Regions from separate parts of the Mus musculus genome. Here region 2 is linked to region 1. The links are chromatin contacts, called in public Hi-C maps. All regions are on one chromosome and are shown on one strand. Each heading gives the region's core, a stretch centred on a gene start, on an enhancer-like site or on the middle of the called end of the contact. The rest is flanking DNA. Distances are from core to core; before and after follow the strand shown.

Region 1 (6,986 bases), core at 10-2,509:
CATTTTAAGGGCTGCACCTAACAGCCTGCCATCTTTACTGTATAATAAGGAAACTCCTGGTGAGGAAGAGCTAGAATTGAGCAGTCCATCTATAGTTCAGTGGGCAGAGCAGATTCCAGTCTCAGTTCTGGGATAGCATGGACACAACCCATCCAATCAGATGCCAAAGTGAAGGGGAGCGCTCCCTGGGCCAGGACCAGGATGATCTGAGATGCCCTCGGTTCCCACCCAGGCAGTGGTTTAGAAATGATTCAGGAGATGCGAAGCATACCTGGCGTCGTGGAACAAGACCGTGCTCTCTGACTAAGGGTCAGCCACCCAGATAGGCACAGTGGGAGAAAACTTCCGTTCTTCCTGCTGTAATTACAGCTGTCGAGGACTCTGGCATTCCTGCAGCTGTCCTGACAGTGGCCAGCCCAGGGATGGCACAGAGGTGGGAAGGACACCGACTCTAAACTCTAATCACCTTTGGGTGCTGAATCAGCCAGCTATGAAGCTGGTTTTACCTTCCTATCCTGATTACACTGAGAGTGAATTTCCTCCATTGCTTCAGCTACTTTCCCACCTGTTTACCAGCCTCTGGGCTTGGTGACAATCTACCCCTGCATAGCTCAGTGGGAACAAATAAGAAAGCATATGAGAAAACATGTTTCAAAACAAAGAGTTCCAGAAAACTTAGGCTACAGTGGTCATAGTTGTTATTATTACTACTATTACTGTATGTTTTGGTAATATGCATTAGCCAAACTGGGTGTAGCCAATAAAACTCTATGCCATGAATTGAGTCACATCTCTAGATGGATGCAGCCTCATTATTCAGGCACCATGGAGCATGGAGACAGTTTGGACCCCTCTGCATTTGCAACATCAAACATATTCCCTACAGGAAACAGAGGTGGCTCAGGTTGTGTCCTGAGAACAGCACAGCAGGAAGGAGAAGCTGACTCTCAAGCAGCCCCTCTGAAGAGCCCTGGATCTCTGAGCTCTCTACATAGTCTAAACCCACTGGCAGTGGCTGAGGTCCCAGATTCTGAGACCTCTACTGCCTTGTGCTTCTGTGCCTCCCACTGGACACATGTCTGCAGAGAAACTGAGGCACTGGGGAGGGGTCCATGGTGGCTGGGCTGTCTGTCCCTTCCAAGTATCTCATCTATTTCCACAGAAGGAAGCAGTAAGCCCGTGTGTTGCTCTCCACCCTGAATCTCTGAGCAGGCAGCCATGGGCAGCCTGCAGCTTCTCCTTTCCTATTCAGTGACACACCCTCCCTCAACCCAAGACAGAAGGTGGTCAGAGGCTTGGAGAGGCACCAGTGGAGACATGCTCTAGAAGGAGGGGTATAAAAAGGGAGACATTGCTGAGAAAAAAATCTGGCATGAGGAGATATTTGGTGCCTTGCAGCCTGGGCCAACCCACTGAGCTGAGGGCCAGCAGCATCCCTCTATGGTAGTTTTTCTCTAGCTCACAGTAAAGGGGAGGAAAATATGGGTTAAAAAATTGGGTAAACATCATTCCTTTGACCAGAAGTTGCCCCTTATCATTTGGATAGTGAAAGGGACTCTTTTCATAAAGCCATTGTCTTCATTGGAACACTGAGAGTTGCAGACCTCTGTCTGCTGTCATCTTCTGTGGGAGGATTTCCTGTCCCGTCTCCTTTTAAGTTAGTTCTGCCCAATGACTTACGTTCACTAGTGGAACGGAAGTAAAACAAACAGGTCACTTCCGGGTAAAAGTCCTGAGAGACAGCTAGGCATAAAGTTCCTTTCCCGATTCAGAGGTCCTAGAAATGAATGCCAAGACGGAGCTGGCTTCAGCTGGCCCCCACTGCCAATGTCGATGAGCGTGTAGCAGGAGTGGAAATCAAACCTTGATTGTATGGAGTTTGGAGATTTGCAGAGCTATTTGTTTGTGCCGTGGAGTGTGGCTAATACCATTCCTGGATGGCCTTCTTTATCTTTTTATTTAGCAAAAAAGAAGGGCCAACTATCTCCTTGATATTGCTATTTTGGGGTTTCTGTTTGTTTTCTTTTCCTTCTGACAGTTAATCACCCTGGGAATACACGTTCTGGACGCTAACACTCTGACAACTGGAGTGTGAGGTGCTCAGTTTAACAAGGGGAACAGCTCTCAGAACAAAGGTCCCTCAACTTTGATTCAAAAAGAGCCATGCCCTTCTCCTCTGCACAATAGATAAATAAATGTGCATATCAGGTTCCTACATAGGTCTTCACACAGTACAGCTGAAAAAAAATGTTTTTTTTTCTTCTTGCTAAAGAAAAAAATCTGTGGCACTGGGCCCAGTGACATGGAGGAAATTCAAAGCCTGTGTGGTCAACTCTAGCGAGACCCTATCTAAAAAAAAAATTAAATTAAATGCAATGGGCTGGGTTTATAGCTCCCTGGAAGAATATCTCACTAGCATGCAAAAGTCCAGGGCTCACTAAAACTCTCGAGGGAAAAAAACTGTAACTAAGAGTATGATGAAGGGTACACTCTTATCCTGGCATATTCCTGGATTTTCAGTTTTGTTGGGGCCTTGGGAGGGTCCAAGAGACAAAGACAAGATGCAAATTATCTTTTTTTAAAAAATCACCCAAGGGCCAGGCACATGAGATGAAGTTTGTGAAGGCTGAGGCAGAGAGAGACATAAGGGGCTTCTTACAGTGGCCCAGACAGGATGCTCCCCCCAATGTCCTAATATTTAAATTTCGATTGGAAGGACGGAGGCAGAAAACCGTGAGTCTACTCAAGAGGCTGGATGCCTGCAGGCAGGAGAGGAGATAATGATTGAGAAAGGGAACTAGAAAGCTGGAAGGGCCACAGGAGCCTGAGCAGGCCACAAGGCAAGTGCAGGAAGGCTGTACCAGACGAAGAGGCCTATTCCACATCTGCATTTCTGAGAGCGAGGGATGATGGTTTTCATCTGCAATCCCAGTATTCAGGAGAAACACTGTTCTAGGCTAACCTGAGCAACTTAATGAGACACTCTAATGTGGGAATAGAAGAGAAGGAGAGAAAGGATTGGGGTGGGGTGAAGGGAGAGACAAGCTTGAACTTGGTACCTTCAGAAAGAAGCCCTGATGTCTATTCCGCGTCCTTGCCATCATACATCATCCTTTCCCCACCTCATAAATGGCAACTTCAAGTTGCTCAAGCCTGAAATCTCAGCATCTCTGTCTCCCCAAGCCTACCCCATCAGGGAATCACACGGCCTCTGCCTTCAACGTGTAACTTCAATGGCTACCCTTGGAGCTGCCTACCTGGTCCAGGATACCAGCCTTCTCTCTCCTGGAGCAGCCTTCTACGTGGCTACTCTGCTTTCACTCTCAGACCCCCAACCCATACCCATACCCCTTTCTCTACCTAGCCAAAAGAGCCTCCAAACACAAGAGCAGCTTGTTCCCCACCAGAACTACAGAGCCTTCCCATCACATTCAACTAAAACCCAAGGTTCTTGCCACAAGCGCCCCATCCACTACAGTCCTCTCACCGGCTCTTGGACCTCATCTGTTTCCCCCTCCCCTTTGCTCACTCCAACCATCCTTTAGTACCTTCTGAATGACTCTGAGCATGCCCAGTGGTGTGGATGCATGGCCTGCACCTTGCTTGCCATCTCCTGTCAGAGCCCCCTTACATAAGTCCTTTGTTCCCCCTCCCTTCCTTTGATAACTCAATCCTCTGAGGCCATGTATCTCTGCCCCTTTTATTATTTCCATCTTCATACCTGAATTAACACTTTGCATTTCTAGCCCACGGGTTGGCAAACTTTCTACAAAGGACCAGATAGGAAATACTTCAGGTTGTGCAGACCATACAGTCTCTATCACAACTGCTCAATTCTTTTGTTATAGTGAGCAATGGCCCCAGTGGGTAAGCAAATGAACATAGATGTGTCTCTATAAAACTTTATTTGCAACACAAATTAAAGCTGACCTATGGGCACAGTTTGCCAAGTACTGTTGGCAGCTTCCTAAGATGTAGACTTCAGGAAACTAAGGGTTTTGTTTTGGGCTCATACTCTCTGTGATACCTACCCACCATGCTTGGTGCATGTCAGGCATCACTAGTTATTGAATTGATTAGTTGATTGGTTGCCGAACGAGTTCTTGGGAGCCTTTGAGTTTAGGGACCTAAGAGTTTGCACTTTCTTCCCAAGACAAGTTTGCAGAGAATTGTTGGCAGTTTTAGCAATATTCGGGACCACTGATTGACAGCTCTTATCTGCAGTCTGCAATTCTCAGAATGGAGACATTTTGAGACAAATGACAGCCGCTTGCTCGGCTCACTGTTTACCGCTCCCATAAGAGCACTCAGTGTGTACTGCACATCACACATCGAGTTGGATGTGTGATGATGCACCCGGCTGCTGCCAACAGAAACACGTTGAAATAAAATCATCAGCTCCACAAACGCCCAGAGATGACACTCCAGATACCCCTGTGGGAATACAGGAGCCTGCTGTGGCTTTTTGCAGCAAAGGCTCGAAGACCCACTATTGGCACTGGATGTTGAGAATGTGCAGAGGCTAAGATGTGGCTAAATGAACCATCAAGACTGAAGTATCTGAGAAAGGACTAACTTAGATCTCAGAAAAGAATGTCTCTCCTGTCTTAAGACAGTTCATGTTACTATAATAGCATCTTCCTTCACAAACATTCCACACGGTTGGCATCTCCAATGTAACTTGGGTTTCTCACCTTCATGCAATGGGAAGAGTGACCCTGGCACTAGCTTTTTTTGTTTTCTGTTGCATTAGTGACAATGTCTGTGATCTCATAATTCTTCCATCCTGCATGCCTGCAAAACCAGCACAATACAGACACAGCTTCCAAGTTCTTCTATCAGCTCAAGGTGCATATGGCATATGCAATACCTGATGTTGAGTATATATTTGACTTATAGATCTGATACCTGGAGGGTTGAAAGAGTATGGTGCCAGTGTCCTGTCAAAGACACACACACATACACACGAGAGAGAGAGAGAGAGAGAGAGAGAGAGAGAGAGAGAGAGAGAGAGAGAGAGAGAGAGAGAGAGACATGAAAAATGAAGAGGGAAGTACCTACATGCAGGAGGCCCCCAAACGTGGGGTGGCATCACCCTATACAACCCATTTTCTCAATAATCAATGTGCTCTGAGAAATCACAGTCTTTTCAAACAGCAATGCCCTTCGTGGCATAACTACCGATCTCTAGACCCCGCCTCTTAATCCTCACTTCCTCCACCCTGCCACACCGACCACCCAAGCTAATCTATACATAGCACTCTCATTTTTATGTGGGGCTGAGCATAAGACGATTGTGTCTGATCATTGTGTCCTCCTTTGTCTGACTAAGTTGGTTGGAGAAGGACCGTTCTTTAGTGAAGGATGGGCACACTATGCAGGTCTGGACCTGTATATGTGTCCATATATCATGGACATCCTTGAAATCCAGTCTGGAAGAGTGCTACCCTCCTGGCAAGAGGAGAACACTTAAGGATTCTTAGGAATCTGTTGTTATGGTGATGAAAGTTATCTGCAGTCAGGTGGATACAGAGAATGAATGAGAGAGTGGATGTGAATGGGCAAGGAAGAGACAGATGCCAGATGTAAGAAGCAGTGCACAGAGGGCATAGTGCAGCCCTGGGAATGTTTTAAGTAGAAAACACCTTCTTTCATCTCTTTCCAGATGAAACAAATGGAGGAGTTGGTAAGAACAGTCTTAAGGATAAGTAAGAGGCTACTCAGACTGCTGTTTCTCAGACCGTCCCTCTTCAGTACATGGAGTCAAATCACTGTGATATGGCTACTACCTGTGTGGGCCTTCACACCAAAGACAAGCAAGCTGAGGTAGCATTCTATGTCTCCCTCGAATCAACCCTACTCAAGTCCAGCCACCTTCCCGGGTATTTTTGCCTGGGGGGAAAAATCATTTTCAACTCAGAGGGCTCACCTCTCTTCAGGTACAACGGTCCTTACCTTAGCACCAGGCAAACTAAATTTGGGCCATGATGCTACTATTTGCTAACTCAAGTAAATTTGAGATTTCTGAAGCCATGGACTATGCAAATTGTAGCACCTCCCTAAGTAAGTGGTATGATGTAGTCATATAGTATGTGATCACTAAATATTCCTGGATGGAATGAATGGGTAGCTCTACAGTCATTCTTCTCCATCTTCCAGTTCCTCACACTCAGATACAATTGATCAAGGAACAAAAATATTGCATTGCTCATTGTCTGTGCTATCTAGTTACTCACACTGATTGCATCTGAACATGGAGAGACATCTTTCTTCCATTATCCTCTAAGCAATACAGATTAAATAGTTATTTACATAATACTTTTACTATTCCATGGACCACAAATAATCTAGAGACTGTTTCAAGTATGTAGGAAGAGTAAAAAATTATTATGTCATGAACACTATACCATTTTATATAAGGGACTTAAATTTTTGCAGATATTGGTATCAATGGAATTTTCTTGAACCAACCCTCAGTAGATACCCAAGTGACAATGCTATTATTAGAATTGAAATGAATTATAATGAGATAAAATAATATTCCTTTAATTAATTAATTAATGTATTTATGTATTATTGCATGTGAACACGATTGTGTGAGGGTATGCATGCCATGGTGCCCATGTAGAGATCAGAGGGCAACTTTGTGGAGTTGGTCTCTCCTTCTACCCTTATGTGAGTTCCAGGGGTCAAGCACAGTTCACCAGGCTATGCGACAAGTGCCTTTACCCACCAAGCCACCTTATGGAGTCCCAACATAATTATATACAAAGACATTTTGATTTTTATGGAGAGAGACAAAGTGTGTGGGTAATGACAGAATCCTTAAAATTTGAATCAGAAAGAATATGGACCAACCCTGCAGGATACGTTTTCAAAACCTGATTCTTTATTTTTTGTTCCCACCTGCGGAAAAAGTTCAATCAAACTACTTTCAAGATCCTGTATAGTGCCAAAGTTCCATTGTTGAGATCAGTAGACTCAAG
Region 2 (6,838 bases), core at 731-3,230, 380 kb before region 1:
TATGTATTTATAATGACAAAAATAGCAATTCTTAAATTGCAAAAAAGAAAAAAAAAAACCAGTGTGGTAGCAGTAGATTTGTTAGCTTGATTTGATCACGACACTCTATAAGCATATATCAAAGCACTGGATTGCACCCTACAAGTATTTACAATTATTATCTATGGATCAAAACAAAATGGTTAAAGCTTTAATAATAGAAATGTCAGAGCCAGAAGGACACAAGATGGACCTAATCAACTAGTAAAGGTGCCAGATGAAACAAAGGAGACACATTTCAGAACAAATGTAACTACCTCTTTATCCAGCGTTGCCTTCAAACATTCTTGGACCCTGCTTTATCTTCTATCTCCTTAGTTTTCCTTTTTCTAAATTTTAGGCTAATAATTATCTTTCTTTTTTAGTATGGGACTTCATGAGTCTTTTGGCCTAATGCCTCGTCTACATGAAACTGTTCTTATTTTACAGGATTGGACAAAATAATCCCTCTTGAGGGCCATTTAGGGTGGGTTTGGTGATGCATGGAGTTGGTTATCATCAGAGAGTGGTGAGATTTCTTTTGTGGATGAAAGAAGAGATTGTGACTACGAGATGCTGACATTTCATCATTGTTAGAGTTACATTAGCTGGATCACTTGGGAACTGGCTTGCAGTTATTAAAGGTGAAGCGGAGAAAGTGATTTCAGACCAACTGGGCATCATTTCAAAATTTTGAAAGTGATTTCAGCCAACTGGGTGGCTCAGGGGCTGCCTGAGGGAGGAGGCAAAAAAACACTGCAACCTGATCCAGAACACCTAAGACACAGAGGCAACCTAGATACCCATCATAAAACCGACAGGAGGATACTATTCTTTTTTTTAAAGAAATTTTGTCATTTGCAACATGAATGAACTTGGAGGACATTGTTATGAAATAAACTAGGCATGGGAAGAAACATGCCAGGCAGGTCTGGCTTCTGAAGTATGCTTTAACTATAGCAATATAGTATACAAAATAAAGGACTTCGTCGTTCAAGCATGCATACCATTATGTGTGTATCATTGTACTCTGGTCATATTTACCCGCTCTTTATTCTCCTGCCCCTCTCAACCCTGGATATTTTGTTTCAGACCAGCTTCCTACTACTAAAATGCCTTCTTTTTACATTAGATCTTAGCTAAAATGCCGAGATATGATGAAAAACCTACTTCTTCTGAAAGCAGCTTGATGGAAGTGTGAGCATATGACAGACCTGGAATACTCACAGTGCAGATGTGCTAACCACGGCCAGCTTAGGCATCTGTCTATAGAGGGGTGGATTAGGAGTAACGGGCGTATATGAACGGGGGGGGGGTTATACTCAGCCAAAATGAACATCAAAATGACCTTATCAGCAAGAAAAGTTGCTAGAAGTAGAGGTTATCGTGTTAAAAGAAACAGGCTAGATTTGGACAGATATGGTTTATTTTCTCTCAGACACAGAAGCTAGGTTTTTTTAAAGAAAAGAGGAAGAGACCCAATCAGAGTGGACAAAAGCGATAATGTCAGCGAGAGTAGTGAGCAAGGTCAAATTACAGTGTATGCAAGGATGGAAAATATCAGACTAATACCTATTGTTGTGCATAATAAACATATACATGTGCTTCACTCAAATGTTCGGAAAGCCCTTTGGAGAGGGACATCAGGGAATGGAGAGTTGGTCCAGTGGGTAAAGTGCTTGCTGTATAAAGCACGAGGAAGGACCTGAGTCTGGAACCTCAGCATGCACATAAAAGCTAGGCATGGCGGTGGGTGCCTGTCATTCCAGTGCTTGTTGGGGCTATGGTGGGTAGAGGGAGGACTGAGACAGACTGACTCCAGGGCTTAGTGGCCAGCCAGTGCAGTCAAAACAGAGAGTGATGGAGGAAGATGCTCAACTTTAACCTCTGTCCTCCGTGCCTAACTACACACACATGTGCACGTGACATGATAAACCACAAACCCCTACCACCCACACAGATAGAGAAAGTGTGTCTGAGGTAAGGCACAAGGGGAAAAATCCTCCCCATGGTTTATAGAACAAATCTAGATATATGCAGGACAGGGAAAACCCCCTGAACTTCATCACTGAATTAGTAGTGAAAATGTTCAACAGGCAGGAATGGATTCAAAAAGCATTATGTGAAAGCGACAACCAAATAATGTGCCTAGTAGCTGTGTCTGATTCACAGGAAATGAACAACCCTCCATGTTACACTCATTTAGCACCCCACCTAGTGATTGCCTATTGATCTACATAGAGTCGAACACGCAAATTGAAAGCATGCCATTAATAACTCTTCACAAAAAGGCCACCCAGTTCAGAGTACAGGGCATTTCTGTTACTCCAGTGAGTTCCCCCGCTTTCTGGTCCCCTGAGAGCCTGCTTGTTCACCAGTTACTAGATTAGTAGTTACTAGTTACTAGATTAACTTTACGTGCTCTAAAGCTTCTGTTGGTTAATGATCGCTGGTGAGAGGGGTCACACTCCCCAGTCCCTAACCACTCCTGACCTGTCCTCGTGCAGACAACCTTTACTAAATGGAACTGGCCACAAGCAAGCTTACAAGACATGAAGATAGGTGGGGGAGTTGTGGGAAGAAGGGTGTAGTGAGAGGAGGAAAGGGCTAAGAGGAGAACAAGGGTGAATACTATCAAAGTTCCCCTCCCCCTTTCTAATAGATCTATAATGAAATTGTGAAAGAATAAATTAGAAGAAAAAAACGGCCTCTTCATGGACCTCTGAGGTATTTTTTTCTTAAAATAATATTTTTGAGATTTATCAAAAATATTTTCTTGTGACTTCTAGTCACTATAAAAATACTGGAAAACATTCTATCTTACATTTACACTTCATTTTCATTTTCTTTTTTTTTTGGACATTTGGTCTATTTACAATTTTTATTATTATGGATAAAGTACCCATGGGGACTGGGGAGGTGATTTAGTTAGAAAAGACCTGGAGGGCATCATCCTGAGCGAGGTAACCCAATCATAAAAGAACTCACATGATATGTACTCACTGATAAGTGGATATTAGCCCAGAAACTTACAATACCCAAGATACAAGATACAATCTGCAAAACACATGAAACTCAAGAAGAACGAAGACCAAAATGTGGACACTTGGCCCCTTCTTAGAATTGGGAACAAAACACCCATGGAAGGAGTTACAAAGACAAAGTTTGGAGCTGAGACGAAAGGATGGACCATCTAGAGACTGCCATATCTGGGGATCCATCCCATAATCAGCTTCCAAATGCTGATTCCATTGCATACACTAGCAAGATTTTGCTGAAAGAACCCAGCTATAGCTGTCTTTTGTGAGGCTATGCCGGTGCCTAACAAACACAGAAGTGGATGCCCACAGTCAGCTATTGGATGGATCACAGGGCCCCCAATGGAGGAGCTAGAGAAAGTACCCAAGGAGCTAAAGGGGTCTGCAACCCTATAGGTGGAACAACAATATGAACTAACCAGTACCCCACCCCCACCCCCCAGAGCTCATGTTTCTAGCTGCATATGTATCAGAAGATGGCCTAGTTGGCCATCATTGGAAAGAGAGGCCCATTGGTCTTGCAAACTTTATATGCCTCAGTACAGGGGAATGCCAGGGCCAAGAAGTGGGAGTGGGAGGGGTAAGGGGGGAGGGTATGGGGGGACTTTTGGGATAGCATTTGAAATGTAAATGAAGAAAACACCTAATTAAAAAAAAGAAAAGTGGTTGTTGTGTAGATGTCAATTTGGATCTCTAAAACCTATGTGAGAAGCTGGGTTTGGCAATGAGTATGTGATTTTAGTTCTGGGAACATGAAGACAGGAGACTCCTTGGACTTATTGGCTGGCCACATACACACACACACACACACACACACACACACACACACACACACACACGCACGCACACACGCACACATGAATTAAGAGACTATGAACAATACATTTTTGGTGGACCCATTCATTTCTCTGGGGCATATACCTAGACATAAGATTCAACTTTTCAGGATTTTGCCAAATTTATCTTGCATAAATTTGCATTTCAAATTGCAGCGTTTGACAGCTACTCATTCTTTTTTTCCAGCACACAGTAAACAGACAAGGCAGTCTTTTCTCCGTGGGAAGACCAAAACCCAAGAGATTGTGGCAAAATGACCTCTCATGTGATCCAGGATCAAGAGAAACATGAAGGGAACCACAGCAGCAATTTGGCCACACCTACTATTCTGGGTTGCAGTGGGAATTTGGGTTACAAGCCTAGGAGGATTGGGGGTGGGGTGGGGAGTGAGGAGTAGGGAAAGCCAGTCTTAGGAAAGGAATATTGATATTAGATATGAGGCAGGGTGGCTATGCCTGCTGGCTGGTCTCTCACAGAGCTGGAGGATCTTAGACAGAGGGCAGATCCATGAGCCGGCCATGAATTCTGTCCTCACATGTTCCAGGTTTCCTTGGGTGTTTACCTCAACACCAGGGCTGTTGGTTCTTCTGGGCACACAAAGTAGGAAGTTCTTCCTGTGCCCCTTCCTGTGGACTTGGTCTTGCAGCTAGATCTTATGGTCGGCAAGGGCAAAGTTGACACAGGGGTAATCAGTAGCAACCACAAGTGCACAGCCAAATCCTGGAGAAGGTTACATGCCTATTTTCTAGGCAGGAAGCTGTCCAAGGAGCATGGCTCGGTCTCTAACCTGCACCTATGACCATAGTACTTGACAGAACTTAAGGGAGGAAAGATTTATTTTGGCTCATGTTTTTAGAGGGTCCATTGTGGGGTGGCATGGGATAGCACCTCAGTTATGGTGGCCATTGCATGTGGCAGAGGCTGTTCACATCATGGAGTTGGGAGGCTGGGGTCATGGGCTAGGATATAACCTTCAAAGGCACTCCCATACAAACCTACTTCTACAAGTATGCTACAGAGCTGGGGAAAATAACCTTGAGGACGTGGGTCATGAGGAACCCTTCAGATTCAAACCATTAACAGAATAGCTTAAATAAATAGCTTAAATATTTTTACTTGTTTGCTATTAAGCTTGTTAGGATGATATAGTGAAAATGTACTAAGAGGAAAATGTTGGAGTTTTCAGTTAGAGTTAAGTCAAGGATATCTATTAATAAAGAATCTTCAAATGTGAGTGCCTCAGAAATGTCCATAAGGCAGTTGACCTCAACAACTGTCTCTGTATTATCACCTTACTTTGGAGGACATTGGCAAACAGTTGAATTAAAACCTAAGAGTTTTCCAAAATAAAGCCATACTTAATAAAACTATGATATATTCAAACTAAACAATTTTAATAAAACATCTCTTTCCAAAACAATAGTAAAGGAAAGAGGCATTTTGTAAGGTGAGGTACTGAACAAGTCACAGTAAAAATAAATAAATGCCCTGGCCCAAGCCACTACCGAGGGCCACGTTTGGATCCATGGTCTTGTGGTAGCTGGGGTCTTTTTTTGATATCTGTGGCTCAAGTTATCACCAAAGGCCATGTGGGTGTCAGTGGTATAGGCTGCCAGCAGACAATTGAGTGTTTGAGGGCTGTGCTGCTACTGGGGTGCATATTGATCTGAGTGACCTGCACTGCTACCCGAGGCCATGGTGAATCCAGGCCCTTGGTGTCATTGGGGACCATGTCTGCGTCCATGGTCCTTCTGTAGCCAAGATCTATGTTGATGGCCAAGGCCTATGTTACCACCAAAGGCCATGCATATGTAGATGTCCATGGTCTAGTCTGCTGCCTGGGGCCATGTTGATGTCCAAGCACTGTGCTGAGCTCATTGGCCATCACATTTGGGAAAGAAGGCATCCACCCCTACCCTGGGCAGCACAGTAGAGATGTCCCTGGTTGTATGGGCATGGGAGAGATGACCCCAAGGGCATGAGAGAAGGAAAGCTGTACCTGCCCCTTGCCTGGGCAAAGTGGGAGAGCTGACCCTGGTGGTGCAAGCATAGGATAGCTGATGGGTTGAACAAGTCAGCTTCCAACCAGGCCAGGATCCAGGGCTTTGAATTGAATCACACCAACATCCACTCCATCTGTGAACAGCTGGAGTGTGGTCCTACAGATCCAAAGTTACAGGATCTCCATGACACAGGGCAACAACAGATCCTGAGAGAAGACTTGGATCCAGTACTGATAGTCTAACAGAAGCCAGAGGTGTCAAACCAGACCAATGACTCACTGCAACGAACATTTGTGAGTAAAGCAAAAGATTATATTGTGTGGCACACCAAAGCTTCCATAGGGGTATTTTTTAATTTTAATTTTATTTATTTTTAGTTTTTTCTTTTGAGGGGAGGTTGCAAGGGCAGAGGGATGGGGAGATGAGTGGGATTTGGGTGTATGCTATGAAATTCACAAAAAAATGAATTAAAAAAGTCTCCTTAGCCCATGTAATGTTACATGCATTTGTATGATTTCAGGGCTGACTACTTGGTATCAGATGAGCACTTTGGGGCTCTTCCCTGGAAGAGACATTTCTTCTGTTCTCCGAATTCCTTCGTTGCTTATAGTTTTGCTTCTAGAGTTGGGGCCCCATAAGATGCCCTCCTCCCATTTTAGCATGTTAATGTTGATGCCATCCCTGTTCAGGTCATGTTTAAGCAGCAATGTTGGTGAGACTACATAGTTACAGCTTCCCTGGCATTTCTATGAGACACAATCTGGGTTACACCACTCAGTATTAGTGTTACTGTTTTTGAGGATATCTCACTCTGTAGCCCAGGTTTTACTCAAGTTTCTGATTCCTTTGCCTCGGCCTTCCTAGTTTTTGGACTGCAGATGTTTGTCGCTATGCCTAGTCGGGAAGCTTTTGAAGCACACTGGGAAAGCTCAGTCTATAAAC

What was found. A called contact is a pair of places that touch in the nucleus more often than the background predicts.
Region 2: a contact with region 1 is called in a Hi-C map of Th1 cells, with 2.4 times the contacts expected there. The contact joins two enhancer-like sites. A contact is called at or near these places in 2 of 484 Hi-C or Micro-C datasets (Th1 cells and nephron progenitors).

The regions. Positions count from the first base shown.
Region 1 is chr4:47,624,879-47,631,864 of GRCm38.p6, reverse strand. It overlaps Gm32544 (a long non-coding RNA gene), which reads left to right. Exons shown (of 3, transcript XR_390553.2): 3 at 5,666-5,850. Among named protein-coding and RNA genes, the nearest start is that of Gm32544, 11 kb to the left of the region's middle. Within about 2 kb of position 1,259, at least 11 of the 459 cell types and tissues checked have an H3K27ac peak or open chromatin away from gene starts, as enhancers often do. A contact at or near this core is called in Th1 cells, where this site is marked.
Region 2 is chr4:48,007,598-48,014,435 of GRCm38.p6, reverse strand. No RefSeq gene overlaps it. Among named protein-coding and RNA genes, the nearest start is that of Nr4a3, 34 kb to the left of the region's middle. Within about 2 kb of position 1,980, at least 23 of the 459 cell types and tissues checked have an H3K27ac peak or open chromatin away from gene starts, as enhancers often do. A contact at or near this core is called in Th1 cells, where this site is marked.